Linked DNA regions of Sus scrofa: region 2 is linked to region 1. A link is a contact called in public HiChIP or PLAC-seq data. All regions are on one chromosome and are shown on one strand. Each heading gives the region's core, a stretch centred on a gene start, on an enhancer-like site or on the middle of the called end of the contact. The rest is flanking DNA. Distances are from core to core; before and after follow the strand shown. Region 1 holds the start of UBASH3B (ubiquitin-associated and SH3 domain-containing protein B). Region 2 overlaps UBASH3B (ubiquitin-associated and SH3 domain-containing protein B).

Region 1 (2,741 bases), core at 134-2,633:
CAGTAGTCCTTATCTCCCCACTTCCAAACACCACTGGACAGTCTTTAGAAAACCAGTTCTGGGCTAAGAGAATTAAGCTGTGTCATTTCCCTGATAAAACCCTTAGATGACTTACAAAGAAAGCAACATCAAAAAAAAGCTGGTCTTTGAGAGCTGGTCATCACCCCTCCCCTCCCCCCATTCCTTCCCCTCAAAGCTCCAGGCAGGAAAAGGAGCTGACATTTTTGGAGAACCCAGCATGCATAAGGCTAGCTACTACGATGCATACAGATAAGGACATGGGGCTATAGATGGCGGAAGTGACTTGCCCAAGGCACCACAGTGGATATAAGCTCCGGCTCTGACTTCCCAGTTTATGACCTTCTTCAACCTCTCTGAGTTTTCTCTTCTGTAAACTGGGATAATAATCGTACACATCTCACAGGGTCATAAAAATTCAATGAGTTAATTCTTTGATTATCTTCACTACAATGACAGATACATACAAGAGCCCGATAAACGTTAGGTATAATACTAATTTATTATCTGAAAAAGAGCAGCTAGGGTTTACTCTGTGCCTTTTTCATTATACCAGGTTGGGCCCTTTTTCCCAACTAAGGACTGTGAGCTTGTCTCAAATGAAAGAGCTTTTGGCATTCTCTAAGCCAGCTTCATGGTGTGGGGCAATGGGGAGCGGGATGACTAAGACTTCCACCTTCTTTGAGGCAGGTATAGTTTTGGCCAACCTAGGATACAACTTACTTATCGGTCACTGCTGAGCAGTAATGATCTAGTCATTCTTTGTATTCCTGTATGAACAGGGATACTCACTCCCTATTGAAAATGAGCCCATTCCCTTCTGAACACCTCATAATCAGAAAGTGTCGTTTCTCTGTTCCTCCTCTCTCAGCCCTCCTTCCACTTTCTACTTCCTTCCTCTCCTCCTCCTTCCTCGCCTGTCCTCTCCCTCCTCCCCTCTCCCCTTCCCGGGGCTGAGAGGTCTCACTCTTTACCCTGAAGTCACTATGTAGGTCATGGAAAACAAGGAAGGTCTTCAGTGTGGCCCTTTGGCCCGCTGATGAGAATTTGGTCTTCAAAGGCCCTAACAATCCTTTGGGTCTTGCAGGGTCTTTGGGAAGCAAAACTTTTTATCTGGGCCTTAAGGGTCTGGTCCATTAACGTCATCATCAGTTCACCCAGCTTCCATCAATAACGCCATTAAGTACCATAGGAAACTTGAAATGGGTCGATCTCGTGTCTTGAGGCCCAGCTGTCCCTCATTGGAAGCCATGGAGAAGCTGGGGCGCCGAGAGTGACTTTCCAGAACCAGTCAACGTACACAGGCAGCCCACTGGTTGGAATCTTCGCTCAGAAGCACCTGAACGCTGCAGCGTGTGCCCAGCCTGGAGTAGCCACGGGCCGCGCTGCCCCTTTAAGAGAGGGGCGGGGCCCCCGTACAGGCGAGGCAGGGCCAGCCCACAAGGCTCCTTTTCCTTTTTGATCCATTCAAAAATTACTCATTGCAAATTCCCGGACTGCTAGGAGAGGAGAAGGAAGGGGGCGGAGGAGAGAGGGCTGCTGCGGGCGCCGTGCAGGGGGCACCCGGGGCCGAAGTGGCTGACGGCCGGTCCGGCAGAAACCGCTCGCGGGCCGTTCTGGCTCCGGCGGCCTCACCAGGAAGCGTCAGTCTCCACACTGGGGGAAGCTCCGAGCGCCGCCTCCTCTGCCGCCGCCGCCTGCCCGGCTCCGGGTCCCCGAGCCCCCTCCCCTGCTCCAGGCCGGCCCCCCGCCCTACCGGACGATCCGGCTCGGTCGCCTTCCTGGGCGATGGCTGGCCGCTGAGCATGGCTCAGTACGGCCACCCCAGCCCGCTCGGCATGGCTGCGAGAGAGGAGCTGTACAGCAAAGTCACCCCGCGGAGGAACCGCCAGCAGCGCCCCGGCACCATCAAGCATGGATCGGCGCTGGACGTGCTCCTGTCCATGGGGTTCCCCCGAGCCCGCGCGTAAGTGGCCGGGCTCGCAGCCCCGGCGACCCCTCCCGCTCCACGCGGCCGGCCCTCGGCTTCGCTCCGGCTCGCCTCCCGGCGCCTGACCGGCGGGCGGCGCGCTCCCCGCTGCCCACGACCTGTTGGGGGCAGGCTGGGCGCGCAGGCGGCCCGGGACTCGGCTTCTCCGGGAGGGGGTGCAGGGGAGGGCGCCGCGCTTGAGCGCTGGGCTTGGGGCTCGCTTGAATTGCCTACGGAGAAGCGTGTCTAAAGGCGTGGGATGCCTACGGGCGAGGGCACCGGGTTCGTGTCCCGGGTTCCTTGCTCGGCGCCTGGCCTCCGCGGGTGGGGCTAAGCCTATCTCTCGAGGACTCCTGGAGGTTCCAGCGCCGATTCCCCGGGGAGACGGGGCCCCACAGAGGATTCGGGTACCCTGTCGATCCAACGGCCGGGCTGACTTGGAATCCTCTGATGGCTGGGAAAGGGCAAGGGACGGCGGGGCAGGGAGGCCGGCGCTCCCACCGCAGCGGCTTCCAGCTCCGGATGTCGCTCTCGGGTTCTGTCTCCCACCGGAGTAGGAGGAGCGGGAGCGTGGGGGTTGCTGCGTGTTCATTGATAGGGAGGTTGGAATGAGAAGGGGAAGCAATTCCCCCAGGAGACCTGGGTTCTCGTCAGTGGTGACGGCAGTGCAGAAATCTGTGGGTGCCTGAGAGTAAGGAGGGGGAGCCGTCCTCCCTCATTCGTCTTCTTCCTGGAGGGTGGGGTCGGGAAGGGC
Region 2 (2,741 bases), core at 117-2,616, 88 kb after region 1:
TAACTACACTACTGAACACAGACTAGCAATTGGAGGACCCCCAACCTGTGTTTCATCTGGGAGAGCCGCTGACGGGGTCAGACCGAGCACGCTTGGCTTAGAGAGAATATGGTTCCTTCCCACTGGGTGAAGCAGAGTGAGGCTGGAGGCTGCCACCTGCAGGGAGGGCCGCTTTCCATTGCTTTGGGTGTTTGTAAGTGTGACTCCTGCTTTGCTATCCAGTGTCATTGCCCCTGAGGAGTCTCCATGGCCCCCCTCCCCCAACCTCGCCAGGCTACCCTTCCTCATCAGGCCACATCTGGCTCTTCTGTTTTACCTCTCACTGTCATCCTGGGGAATGGAAACAGCCCAGCTGCCTCCCCCAGTGTGAGGAAGGAGAAGAGAACCCACAGGACACATAACACATGGGCCATTGGAACTGGAAGGGGACTTTGAGCTCCATCTAAGCCCTTTCCGTTTTCCACGATCCCAGGAAGGTCAGAGACTTGCTCAGGATCACACAGTGATAGAGCCACAGACCAGAATTGGCTGTCCCCCCAGCTCAGCCCTTCTCCCGGGGGCACCCAATGGATAGTCAAAGCGGTGGGAAGAAGTGATGGGTTGGAGTCATGTACATGACAATAATTTGTGAGTCCTGGGTTCTAAGTTAGCTCTGCACCAACTCACCGTGACCTTCAGGAAGTCGTTTTTCTCTCCAAGCCTCAGTTCCCTGCCCTATGGAATGGAGAAGTTAGACTCTGCCCTCAGTCCAGTGGTGGAGGGCAAGGGACACAGGACACAGGGTTCCTAGGCAGCTGGCTCACGAGCTGGTTAAGGAAGAGCCTCAGTTAATTAGGACAGAAAGAATCAAGCCCTGCATTGTGACATAAGATCACCATGTGTTGGCCTGAGAGGAATCCAGGCCGACCGCAGTCAGGGGTGACATTTGAATGTGGCAGTAAAAATAAATGGTGTGAAAAATTCTTAGGCACGCTTGGCCTTGAAAGCCACAGAGAGCTAAGTCAGGTACTCTTTGTGAATCGGAAATGTAGGACCACGTCTTGCTCCTTGGAGCCAGTAACTGGATTGGATTCTTAAGCTTGCACGTTTGTAAGTTTAAGCCTAATGCTCTGCCTCTCTCTCTCTAAGCCTCTGCTTCCCCATCTTGCAAAACACCTAAAAGACGTGCCCTGAGGATTAAGTAAGATGGTTACCTGACACTTCCTCCTTCCCCGCCTCCTCCCCTCGCACCCCACTTATTTCCTGCATCCCAGGAAGGGGGCACGTTTGGCTCTTTGCAGACTCTGCTCCCTTCACATCGGGGGTGGTTGGAGCTGTTCTCCAAGGCTGTAGCGCCTCAGTGTGGAGGGCTGTGGTAAGGCCGGGGGCAGCTGTGGGAGGAGGTCCAAGAAGGAAGTAGGACCCAAGACCGCACAGAGGGGAGAAGCCTCTCAGCACAGGAGCACCTGCCTGGAGCTCAAGAAGTGTTGCGAGATCAAAAGGACATCGAGCAGCACAGTCTAAGCCAAAAAGCCAGAGACACAGCCTGGTGATGTGCCAAGAGCACAGCTTGGGGACTTAGGACACCTGGCGTCCTGTGCCTGTCGTTTACCTGGGCGGTCTTAGTTCCTCATCTGCCACACGAGAGGATTGATCTCCAAGGCCTGAAATTCTGTAAGCATCCTAAATATCATATCTTAATACCTATACCGTCAGCAGAATTTGTGATCTTGGACACACACTTAACAAACATACACACGTCATCATGCTCAGAGGGGCCCATCGTGGTCCTAGGTATTAGCAGACATCTGATAAATCTAGCTATTCCAGGCTATGCATGGGATACTGGACGAATGGTTTGTATTTTTCTATCCATAAAATAAAATTACTGATTGACTTCTGGTTCCTGTTCCCTTTCCTCCTAAAGCATCAAGGGAGGAGGGCTTGTGAGGTGGAAGGGCTCCCAGCTCCCAGAAATTTAATGGGAAAATAAGACCTTGTTTTTTTTTAAAAAAAAGAAAAAACAAACAAAAAACCCTAAACCCTCCTTTGACGAGGCTTCCTAAGGTCCCCAGGGTGGCACTGTGCTTTCTGCCCACCCAAGGGGGTATTGCCTCATTCTCTGAGCTCTGGGAACTGAGGCCCAGGGGATCAGACAACACGACAAAGGGGTGATGGTCTTGGGGGCGGGAGTCGGGCCAGCAGCAGACAGGAGGCTGCCCGGAGAGCTGGGACCACTCTCACTTCCCAGCGTGTTTGCTCAAGTCCTTTGTGATATAGAAAGTGCCCCCCCACCTCCCCCATGCCCCGTGAAAGGGGAAGCAGTAAGCCACATCAGGAAATTGAACCTGACCTCTCAGCCGCCTCACTGCGCTGGAACAGGGAGGGTAGAATTTCCTGGGATTTTAGCTGCAGCGTAAACCTCTCAGGCATCAGCCAAGAACTGTTCTGTCCAGGAGAATTCCAGACCAGGCTTAACCTGAGAGTTGGAGAAAGTTGGGAAGGGCAGTCGGCAGGGGTGGAGAGGGAGCCAGTGGTGGAGGAATGCAGACCTTGAACTTGCCATTCCTTCTTGCCATTTCACATACCTGTACCAGAGCCCTGGAATGAGCTTTTGTTACCCAGGGAACGAGCTCAGAGAGGTTAGGTCACTTACGTGGGGTCTGGCATCTAGAGAGGGAAGTTGCAGATTCCAGCCCCACTCTGTGACTCTGAGTCTGTCCTGGCCACTCTGTTCAACCCCTCCCTTAAGTACCAAGCTA

The links. HiChIP or PLAC-seq counts read pairs in DNA pulled down with a chosen protein or histone mark.
Region 2: a contact with region 1 is called in an H3K27ac HiChIP or PLAC-seq map of alveolar macrophages. The contact joins the enhancer-like site here to the promoter of UBASH3B in region 1. A contact is called at or near these places in 4 of 5 promoter capture datasets (fetal liver, fetal skeletal muscle and liver), 9 of 47 Hi-C or Micro-C datasets (alveolar macrophages, blood, heart right ventricle and 2 more) and 2 of 2 datasets of contacts at active chromatin or transcription factors (alveolar macrophages and skeletal muscle).

Annotation. Positions count from the first base shown.
Region 1 is chr9:49,629,295-49,632,035 of Sscrofa11.1, forward strand. It overlaps UBASH3B (ubiquitin-associated and SH3 domain-containing protein B), which reads left to right and starts at 1,384. Exons shown (of 14, transcript XM_005667439.3): 1 at 1,384-1,984. The coding sequence starts at 1,933.
Region 2 is chr9:49,717,700-49,720,440 of Sscrofa11.1, forward strand. The region is part of intron 1 of UBASH3B (ubiquitin-associated and SH3 domain-containing protein B); the gene reads left to right. Among named protein-coding and RNA genes, the nearest start is that of CRTAM, 63 kb to the right of the region's middle. Within about 2 kb of position 1,367, at least 16 of the 83 cell types and tissues checked have an H3K27ac peak or open chromatin away from gene starts, as enhancers often do. A contact at or near this core is called in alveolar macrophages, where this site is marked.